Linked DNA regions of Macaca mulatta: region 1 is linked to region 2. Evidence: chromatin contacts called from public Hi-C data. All regions are on one chromosome and are shown on one strand. The core of a region is the stretch at or near the end of the contact, and the rest is flanking DNA. Distances in the headings are between cores, read along the strand shown.

Region 1 (5,470 bases), core at 2,058-4,557, 1.7 Mb before region 2:
TTTCTAGAAATAAAGGAAGAGCACTCACTATTAATATAGCCCTTTGAACTTCCAGCTTCTGATTAGAACCAGGGGCCTAGATATAATCATCCAATAGTGTTCGTTCTGTGCACCCCTCCATCTCTTTGTCATTTCTCTTCTTCCTGTTTCTAAAGCTAGATTCAAAAGTTGAAAGTGGCTGGGTACGGTGGCTCATGCCTGTAATCCCAGCACTTCGGAGACTGAGGCGGGCAGATCACCCGAGGTCAGGAGTTCCAGACCAGCCTGGCCAACATGGTGAAATCCCATCTCTACTAAAAATACAAAAAATTTGGCCGGGCGCGGTGGCTCAAGCCTGTAATCCCAGCACTTTGGGAGGCCGAGACGGGCGGATCACGAGGTCAGGAGATCGAGACCATCCTGGCTAATACGGTGAAACCGCGTCTCTACTAAAAATACAAAAAACTAGCCGGGCGAGGTGGCGGGCGCCTGTGGTCCCAGCTACTCGGGAGGCTGAGGCAGGAGAATGGCGTGAACCCGGGAGGCGGAGCTTGCAGTGAGCTGAGGTCCGGCCACTGCACTCCAGCCCGGCGACAGAGCGAGACTCCGTCTCAAAAAAAAAAAAAAAAAAAAAAAAAACAAACAAAAAATTAGCCGGGTGTGGTGGTGTGCACCTGTAGTTCCTGCTACTTGGGAGGCTGAGGCAGGAGAATCGCTTGAACCCGGGAGACAGAGGTTGCAATGAGCCAAGATTGCACCACTGCACTCCAGCCTGGATGACAGAGTGAGACTCTGTCTCATAAAAACATAAAACAAACCAAACCAAAACAAAAACACAATGCAACAAAACAAAAGTTAAAAGAGATTTATAGTAAGTATTGGGATATATCCATTCTGCTAAAACTTGTAGCTAATTTGCCAAGTCTTATTTCATTGTATTTGTACGTTTGCTCTTTTTTTTTTTTTTTTTTTTTTGAGACGGAGTCTCGCTCTGTCGCCCAGGCTGGAGTACAGTGGCCGGATCTCAGCTCACTGCAAGCTCCGCCTCCCGGGTTCACGCCATTCTCCTGCCTCAGCCTCCGGAATAGCTGGGACTACAGGCGCCCGCCACCTCGCCCGGCTAGTTTTTTGTATTTTTTTTTAGTAGAGACGGGGTTTCACTGTGTTAGCCAGGATGGTCTCGATCTCCTGACCTCGTGATCCACCCGTCTCGGCCTCCCAAAGTGCTGGGATTACAGGCTTGAGCCACCGCGCCCGGCCTACGTTTGCTCTTATAAAAAAAAATGTTTCAAAACCACAATGAGATATCACTTTACACCAACTGGAATGGCTGTTACTAAAGAAACAAAAATTAACAAGTGTTGGTGTGTTGGTGATGTGGAGAAATTAAAACTCCCATACGCAGCTGATGGTAATGAAAAATGGTGCTGCTTCTGGGGGAAACTAAGGAAGTTCTTCAAAAAACAAAAAAAAATTACCTTATGATTCAGCAATTCTACTCCTGGGTATATGCTGAAAAGAATGGAAAGCAAGAACTCCAAGAGACATTTGCCCTCCCTCATTCACAGCAGCATCATTCACAATGGCCAAAAGGTGGGAACTAACCCAAGTGTCCGTGGACAGATGAATGGGTAAACCAAACGTAGTAAATACACACAATGAGGTCTTATTCAGCCTTAAAAGGGAAGGAAATTCTGCTACATGCTACAATATGGATGAACCTGGAAGATGTTAAGTGAAATAAGCCAGTCACAAAAGGATGAGTATTGTGTGATTCCACTAACATGGGGTCCCTAGAGTAGTGAGATTCACAGAGACAGAAAGTAGAATGGTGGTTGCCAAGGGCTGGGGGCAGGGGAAAGTGGGAATTATAATTATTACTTAATGAGTAGCGAGTTTCAGATCTGTAAGACAAAAAAGGTCTGGAGATGGATGACGGTGATGGTTGCACAACAATGTAAATGTACTTAATGCCCCTGAACTATGCACATAAAAGGGTAAAAATGGTAAATTATATGTCATATATATTTTACTACTATAAAAAAGTGTTTTGAACATCTGACATCGTGTTCTACCTCCATAACATTCGTGACGGAGGAAGAATAGGTATTTTAATCTGTGTATAAACACAGGAAGACAGATAGAAGGCCTCAGTCCTCTAACAGCTTTGAGCATGGACTGGTGAGATCTATCATCTTCCCCTGGAATAAACCACCTGCCCAGCTACCTCCGGATGCCTCACCCTTTGCTTGGAGGTATAAAGATAAGTCCCCCATAGTGTTCAACTCCAGGGCCAATGGCAGCTGCGGGGTCCCAGGAGAAAGGGTTTGGGCCTTACTGGCACCTCTCCGCCCTTCTCCTGCTTTCACATCTGGCCAGGGACACTCCCGTTCTGCTAACTTCTCAGACTCCACACGCTGACCCAACAGGAGTGCATGGTCGCGATTCCCTCCCATGACCACTGGCCCTCACAGTGGCTGGGTATCCTGGTGGGGCGGCCTGCACCTCCTCAAGCTCCAGCCCCCTCTGGATGGGCGAGTAACTCCCTCGGTGCTTCTGTCCTGTGTCCAGCTTCCTTTGTCCTCTCCAGAGGTCCCTCCTGCGCTTCACCACTGGTGATGCTCCTCCAAATAGCAGCTCCCAATCCCCAGGACAGCTCTTCAGGACACAACCCCTTCCTCCCAGGAGACCCGCAGGTTTCAGCTCTCCTGGGGCCACGGCTGGACCAAGTCCTCAATTGCTTCCTTGCCATTATCCTCTTTGAACTCCCTCTCTCTCCTCTAAAAGCCCCTCTGGCTGCAGACTCCTTAATTCCGTGACTGCTCCTTTCCAAAAGCAGGTGCGCCTGCCCCGGGCCTCTTCGGACTTTCCATCACAGGCCAAAGGAAACCCAGAGAGAGCTTGCAGGACACCGGGGCCGTATTCAGACAGGCGCAAAACGACCCTTCCTCTTCTGTGCGCCTTAGGGAACTGCTGAAGGCAGGCAAGCCTGGGGCTCAGGGGAGGGTCCCTGAGCGGGCAGTCAGAGCTGCCCCCAGGCCCTGGCAAGGAGGTTTTCCGAGGCTCCGCAGTTCTCGAGTGTGTGTGTATGTTTTTGGTGGTGGTAATTGGGAGGCAGGGGGTCAAGACCGGGAGCGCAGAGAGTGAGAGAGGACCTCCTCCGCCCATCCTGGGCTCCTGGTTGATCCTAACCTCCACCCAGCGTCAACTTTTTGCTGCTCCCGTTAGATGGCGCCCAAGACTTTCTAACCACTTGTGAAAGTGCTCCTGGCCCGGAACAAAAAGAACTGTGGGGTGTGAGTCTGAATGTGTGTGAATGCGAGTGCGCGCGCGGGGCTGGGCACAGGGCACGCGAGTCGCCTGGCATTACGCTTGGCCCCGTCGCGAGTCGGCCCGGCCCAGGGCTGGAGCGCGCTCACGGGAGGAGCTGCGCGGCCGGCGGAGAACTTCCTTCTTTTCCCTTCGCTCTCCCTCTTGGGCTCGCGCCTAGGCCCTGGCCACTATCCCGGAGAGAAGCCGGGCGACCCGGCCGCGGGCTCAAGCAGCCAGCGCTGGCTGCAAGTGACCGCGGTGCGCGGGCGGAAAGGGGTCCCGGACGTGCGGGTTGGAGAGCTGGGACGCACACGACAGCCCCTTTCTCCACCCTTACCGCCCCAGCGCTCACAGCCGCTGCTCTGTTTTTAAGAGAATTGGGCAGGTGCAGGTTTGGTTGTAGCGGTTTTCGCCGCTCCAAGGCAATCGTTCAGTGTAAAGTTTCCTAAGCGTACTGCGTGGGCGTGTTTCCAGAAACACAGGGCAAACTTTCTGGCTCCCAAAGCCAATTACATTAAACAGACTCTCTTATGAAAAGGCCCTTGGGGACCCTAGGGCGTCAGATGCGACAGCTAATTTTAAAATAACGGGTGATTAAGGAGCACGCTTTCTCTCCAGCACCAAGTTCACCTCTTCTCCCACCCCCTCTAAAATAAGTGACTTGACGATAACTGATCCCATCCCCTAGTCCTCTCCTTAATGCCAGTCTGGACGCGCACTGTCCAGGAGAAGGGATGCGTCTCCTCTCCCTCGAGAACCAGCGCGGAGACCTTCTTTTGTGCCTCTCCTTGGCTGTGAACTTTCCTGCGCGGTAGGTTCTCCTTTAAGAAAGTAGCATCCCTATGAATATTTAATACCGTGCGCGGGCCAGCGGGGCGGAGGGGAGCCCACGGTCCGTGTTTCCGCGCGCGCCGAGACCCGGGCGCAGAGCGAGGGCGTCCCCACCAGCCTGACCGCCGCGGGAACTCGGGGACGGGGAGGGCGGGGGTTAGCGGGAGGAAAGGGTAGACTGAAGAGGAGCTGGGAACGGGAGGGGGGCTCGGGGCGAACGGGCCGTCGTGTTCATTTCCATAAGAAAGCTGAAATCGCAGTTGGAAGCAGGATTTCTCGCCCCTGCGGCCCTTCCCCCATACCCGGTTTTCTGCAAGAAGCGGGCTCCGGAGCTCAGAACCCGAAGTGTGTGCTCTGGTCTTTGATGATGTTGATAAAATGTGGTTTCAAATGTTGTCCCGAAGAGGCCGGTTTCCTGTCTGTGTGTGGAATGGAAGGACCGTGCCGGGTGAGTCCAGAGCACTGGGGAGCGGACAGGAGGCTCAGGGCATAGGAGAGGGAGGGCGCAGCTGATGGGCGCGGGGCATCTCTGCAGGGGAGGTTCTTCGGGGGGGTTTTGAAAAGGGAAGCCAGGTTGAAACCAAGTTTCTCGAGTAAGGAAGATTTTGTGTGTGTGTGTGTGTGTGTGTGTGTGTGTGTGTGTGTTCGGGGGTGGGGAACACGATGAGGGAAGAGGTCACGAAAGCCCCAGAACCCAGGCGGCCCGCGCGTGGGAAGGTCTGGCAGGTCTCATCTCCCTCTTCAAAGAGCGGGGGAAACTTTCGCTGGCCGCTGCTGACCCTCTTCCTGCGAAGGAATAAAGTGAACTTGCCCAGATACTGGATTCCACTAGCGGTTCAATTGTTCAGTTCTTTCTGCGTTCGCATTGAGCACTGAGTTTCTTTTTGACTTGCAGTGTGAACAGCAGCCATGTGACCTCAATTCTATATGATACACACACACACACACACACACACACACACACACACACACACACACACACCCCTCCTAGGTACTTTATGATCCCATCTGGAGAAATTAAAACCCAGATCTGTAATGTTTATTCTTAGATAGTTTACCAAAAGCAGGGGGGAAATGTGTGAGACTCATGTCTGCAAATATAACAAAAGTACTTTCCCTTGTGCTTGAAAAGTTGCCTGCAAATGGCTGGCTTCCGTTTACTGACTGCACCACCTGTACCTCTCCATGAAACTAAATGGAGTCAGGAATAAAGCACCAATCAGATCAAGCAATTAAATACCAATTATGACTATTAATGACTTTATTACTAATGACTGGAGTTGAGGACTCCAAACCCGATTGAGGTAATCAAGCTGTTTTAAAATTCTGCTACCTGAGATTTTTACCG
Region 2 (5,858 bases), core at 738-3,237:
ATTCTAGGATTCCTTAAGCAGCATGACAGTCATTGCATTTTGGTCCACCATTTCTGTGGAGTTGTTTTGAGGAATTGCGGGAAAAAAGCAAGCGATTCCATTTTTGTGATGCTTAATTCAGTAGGTGAGAGGACCTCAGTTCAAAATGTTGCACTGGCCTTGTGCTGTGCAGAGCTGGCTGAGGAGGCAACAGAAATATCTTTCCCTTCCCATAGCATAGTTTCTTTTATTCATCTATTGAGGCTGGCATTGCCCTGCTTATGAACTTGTCTCTATACTGACGTTGAAACTCTCTCAAGTCCCAGTGAAATACTTCTAAGCAAAAGTATTTCATGAAACAATATTTATCTTTGTGTAATCATCTGCAATGCTTTCTTCATGTATGTTATGCCTCATAGGCATGTCGTGAAATGATTTTGAAGCTTATTAAACCATCACTTTCTCCTGTACATCCCGGTTACACTGTTATGGGTCCTTGATTATAAATGTTTTCCTGGTATTTATCACAGCACTTCTGTGAATATCATTCTTAAAGCTTTCTTTGTATTCTGTTACCTTCAGCTGTGCTTCACTGTCGTTTGATTGCACATATTGCATTTGTTTGGGGCCTATTGTTTAATGAGGAGAGAATTGATCCTTTAGCAATTACCTACTTATTGGGGCCATCCAAGGTCAGGGGTATTCCTGGAAATTTTTTAATGCTGGTAAAATTGAACCAATAAGAATTCCTTGTCTGTCATTTTCCCTTAGATATTAAATGATTGGAATTAAATAAAATATGATTGTGCCATTTTGAGTGACTGACAATATCTTCCTCTAATTCCTCATAACTTCCCTATTGTTTCGTTGGGTTTTCCTTTGTTTTATTGGCACTGCTGGGTTTCAGAGCCTGGTTGTAGTATCTGTTGTGCTAGGATTTTTCCTTCCTTCTCTTCATCCACAGACTTATTCCATCACGCAGCCAGGGGAGACTGACATGACTTACCTTTCACATTTCCTACGTTCCTTGATGATGAGGGATTTGTTGACATTTTCTGCAAACCCTGTTGCTATTATGAATTGGAAACTAGATTTCAAGCTCCAGCACGCTCAGAGTTAAGCTGCATTGAAAAGGTGGGAAAAACTAAATGAGAAAAACTGAAAGATTTAGAATAAGAGACCATTTGTAACAATAAAGCAATCCTGTCCCCCCAGAACACAACCTTTTAAATGCATCTACCAGAGTCAGACTATGAGGTTTTTCTCCTTTTAGAACTGAAGCAATGTTCCTTTTTGCTTTCTAATCTACTAATTCTGGTCCCAGCTAATAAATATATCACTATTCTTTTGTGACTATTATTATTGTTTAGTTAGCGATCCAAGAAATAAAACACTTTCAGATAGGGAGACATTCCTCCCAAACTTTAAAAACCGTATGGTGTATTTGTGATTTTGAAACAAAAGTGAAACCAGTTACTTGGAATTCCTTTGTCTGTATCTGCCAATATCTAACTCAAGTTTCACAGTTTTGGAGGATTAGATGCTCGTTAAAATATTACCAAAATTCATAGGCTGTTATACTCTAAGTTCACGATTCTTTAGTCTCTGTTAAAAGAAAGATCTATCCATATGGGACCCGTGCAAACACAGGCTGTTTATGTACCAGAGTGAATGCAGAGGCTAAACGAGAACTTTTATCTTTGTACATGGGCATGAACATAGATAAACCACATGACTTTACATTCATGTAAACTCCACACGCACCCTCGCACACACGCACATTGATGCCCTTCCTGATTGGTTTAGCCTGTTTTCTGCCACTAAGTATAAGGATATTTTCAGACTTGTCCAAACGTTTGATTTTTGTAATTATTGTTGGGTTTTCTTTTATCTTGCTCTACATGGAAAATAAAATTGTGATTTAGATAGTTTGGTCCCAGCGGTCCTGTCTGCGCTCAGCAAATGGTTCCATGTCACTCCCTGCATCACAATATGGGAGCCACCGAGCTTGGCGGCAGCTAATCCTCTGAGCCTGTTAATAAGCTTAGGAGCACGTTCATTGAAGGCTGACGCGTTAGGCACAAACAGGGAGAAAATATCTACTGGGGGAAGCTGAATTGGTTTTAATCATCTGCTAATCACCAGTAATGAGACCTACTCTGGGGAAGAAAAGAAAAACAGATAGTCAGAGGGAGGTTTTGTTCTTCACAGCAGAGTAACATGGAATGAGAGGGCAGCTGTTATTAGGAAAGAAAGGATGGAAAGAAAGAAGGGATTTGGCCCGAGCAGATGAAACGTCCTCGGCGGCACTGTTTTGTTAGCCGAGTGTTTCTTTCATTCAGTCCCTGAAACTTCAGATCTTGCAGGCTCCCTGACAGCCCACCTCTACGATATTGCTTCTTGAAGAAAGGAACTTCCCCCTGTCACCTCGGCCTTTGCATTCGTTCCTGGAACGTTTTACCGTAGCACTTTACATAGTATGTTTGCTTGAGGAGAGAAGAAAAGGAACTAGCAAGGCGAGCTCTTGATGAGCACCAAGGCATAAAAAAAGGGTGTGTGCAGGGGAGGGGGCGTGTGGAAAGCGCGGTGAGAGCAATTGTGAACCCTTGTCATGGGAGGTAAGTCCTGACAAGGAATTCAGGAAGGAAGAATCAGTTGCAAAATGGTCGGTCCCCGCCAAATTGGGTAGACCGTCTTTTTAAGTCGCAGGCTCTGTGTTTCAGGAAACTCAAGTGTGATTAGGACTTGGCTGCCATTTTGCATGCTGTTATTTCACAGACCTTTTCTTCAAAGTTCCAACTCTTATAATGGCTAGTAATACAACTGTGCTTCACACAGTGGGTTAGGAGCGCCGTTCTACATTGGACAGTTGTTCTACATTGGACAGTTGTTCTCCATGAGGAGAAGCCTATAATATACCTGCCTGTATAATCTCTCTGGAATAATCGATATATTTGCATAGGACTGAATAAATACAGCAGCTTCCAGGGCCACCACTGACTCTTGTTTCTCAAGCTCTTATAGGCTGAGCCAGGGGAAACCCAAAGCACAGCCACCCTGGGATCCACCCTGGACCAGGCCCTGCATCCTCAGCTGAAACATCTTTCTCAGCTCTCAGCCATTCTCATACTGAAACCTAAACTCCTGGTCCCTGGACCCAAGTTGTCCTCAGTCTCTCCTTCCAGTCACCTGGCTTGGATTCTGTTCAACACGAGGGCTTGTTGTTTCCTGCATGGCCTGGCCTTGCCCCATGGTTTTGGTGAGTGCTCTGCCCTCTTGGTGTTCCCTTTGCTGATTGTCATTTCTTGTAAATGTTCCACTATTTAAAGTGAGGAAGACTGTCCCCTCATCTAAAAAGTGTCCCTATTCTCTCTGGGCTTTCATGGCAATTTGCTTCCAAGTATCCTATAGCACTAATCCTATTCTTGAATGGTGAAGATTTTTTGTGCCACTTTCTTCAATTCCAGGGACAGTGACATTCTTCCAAGCATCCCTCACACCTTCCAGCACACAGCCCTGCAAATAGTAAACTCTCCACATGTTGAAACAGACTGAATTTTAAGACCTTTAGTAGGAGAAATCAAATTAAGATTTTAGCCTTCTGTAAATGTAAATTTAAGTAGTTTGCAGTACTCAAGATGTAAAAAGCAAGCCAAACTTGAATGCTTATATTTACTTTTACTTGCTTGCCATTTATATTCATTATTCCAGCTATAGGCAGAGTTGGAAGAGGGAAACATCAGAGTGAAACTATACAGTCTATTTTCCAGAAAAATAGAGAAAGCAAAACTGGTGGAAAACATTCACTGAACATCTGAGTCATCTTTTTATAAACTTCTCACATACCACCCACAAGGGCTGAGGCCTCCCTAGCTGAGAGCATGCCTAGGTACAACACTCACAGCCTCTGCCTTGGGAGAGGTCATAGGCTTAGAAGGGAAGGAAAACTTAACAAAATGTTAGCAACCCAGTGCTACTCCATTTCATGAACCTGCCAATGCGCAGGAAGTACTGAGCAGGCAAGATGCATCCTGGCCGAGGCAACGTTTTTAGGGACAGCCCAAGAAAGACGTGACCTATAAGGCTCAGTCCTGGAAGATAAGGAAGGAATGTCTAGGAGAAGAAATCTAGGACTTCCAAAATTTGGAAAGGCAATGGCATCGAGAGATCAAAGATATAGATTGATGTGCTTGTTAAGAGAATGTTGAATAGTTGGTGTGGATACAGGGCGTGTGTAAGGCCATAATTACAAATTAGAAAAAGTAGACATTGGATGTAATTTTAAGTTCTACCATGGAGCCTGGTGATTAAAAAAAAAAAAAATCTAATCTGGGAAAATATTTAAAAGCATCTTTCTATTTAGATCACTGCCCACATTAGGTACTTTAGGTTTTGTATTTTAGAACTGAAAATCCATCTGGTTATCATCCCGTCAAAGGGCCAACTCATGATACTATGGGCTTAAAGTGTGTGACACAGTTCTTAGCATGTTGTGAGCTCAATATTTGTGTGATTATTATTATCAACATTGCTATTATTTATTTCTATACTGTGAAAATTTTAGAAGACAATTAGATAAATTCTTTCGTTTTTAAAAAGTGGGAATTGTGGTCTAGAGATAGAAAATGACTTATCAAAGTCCAATGGTTAATGGGAGTGATACCTTTTATTAGCATTAGAACTTTTCCAACGATGTTAATATCCATTGTCTCAGACACAGACAAAGTGAAGTAAGGAATGGAGCTATTGTCCTTGACATGACAATGACATGCTTCACACTCACTGCTAATCAGAGGCAGAGGCAGAATTTGAACCTAATTATTGGTCCAGTAACCACACTTCCTTGTGGCCCTAGTCAATATATCTGCATTTGTTCAGCAACTAAAAGATGAATCCAATTCAAGCCCAGTATTCACGGCATCCCTATTTCAGTTATCGAGGAGTTTTATGTTACTTATAAAACTGAGTATTTAAAACCGTTTTTAGATAGGCAGCATTTTAATGTTGTGAAAAATGAATTGGCCAAAATACTCGATCTAGGGCTTAATTTATTTTTTACAGGCCATAGAGAATGCTAGGGCAAGACAGGACCTCTGAGCTTAGATGGCATTTCCTAGCTCAATCACACTGCAAATTTGAGAACTAAATTCAGAGACATAAAGTGACTTTCCCAATGTAACTCAGCAAGTATTTGGAAGATTCTAGCCAAGTTTTCTTTTTAACAGTGCAACATTCTGCCTGTATAAAAAGAGACAAAGGAGAATGGAAGACACCAAGTACAAAAAGAACTGAACACTCTACTTGGGTTGTTAAAAAGATGCAGGTGAGAAACACATAACCCCTTCTATAGGAAAAAGCATCTTAAAGAAAAGAAAAAGGGACTGTCCATAGCACCTTTAAATTCTAAGTTGAGAGGAGCTGCCTAGAAAAGCACAGAATGTAGAATCCAAGGCCATTTATTTAATTCTTACATCAACCAGTTTCCTATGTGCGGTCCTTAAACATCCTAAACATCAGTTTCCATTCCCGTAAAAATGCAATGAAAATAATCCCTATTTTGCCTTCTTTCACTGGGTTGTTTTCAGGTAGTGATGTAATTCTGTATCGAACATGCTAAAAGTCAGTCTGAAGAAGGGGCAGGTGGTGGAAAGGCCTTAGTGATGTCTGAGTTGAGGCTGACCAGTGATTAGCAATGAGTCAGAGAAGGGAAGTGGAATGACCTTGTGCAAAGGCCCTTGAGTGAGAAAGCAAAGGTGGTACCTGGAGAGAGCTGCCAGCAGGCCCTTGGCCAGGGAACAAGTGCAGGACTGAAGGGCTGGCTCTGCCAGACAGAAGGTCAGGGCTCTGTTCTGCAATCTGTGAGGGATCTCTTGAGGATT

Evidence for each region. Hi-C and Micro-C count contacts between places; a contact is called where the count stands out from the background.
Region 1: a Hi-C map of fetal cortical plate shows a contact between it and region 2, with 2.8 times the contacts expected there. The contact joins two enhancer-like sites. A contact is called at or near these places in 2 of 14 Hi-C or Micro-C datasets (fetal cortex germinal zone and fetal cortical plate).

Annotation. Positions count from the first base shown.
Region 1 is chr13:12,992,753-12,998,222 of T2T-MMU8v2.0, reverse strand. All of the region lies in intron 1 of LOC144333684 (a long non-coding RNA gene), which reads right to left. Among named protein-coding and RNA genes, the nearest start is that of POU3F3, 20 kb to the right of the region's middle. Within about 2 kb of position 3,307, at least 8 of the 40 cell types and tissues checked have an H3K27ac peak or open chromatin away from gene starts, as enhancers often do. A contact at or near this core is called in fetal cortical plate, where this site is marked.
Region 2 is chr13:11,272,925-11,278,782 of T2T-MMU8v2.0, reverse strand. No RefSeq gene overlaps it. Among named protein-coding and RNA genes, the nearest start is that of TMEM182, 400 kb to the right of the region's middle. Within about 2 kb of position 1,987, at least 8 of the 40 cell types and tissues checked have an H3K27ac peak or open chromatin away from gene starts, as enhancers often do. A contact at or near this core is called in fetal cortical plate, where this site is marked.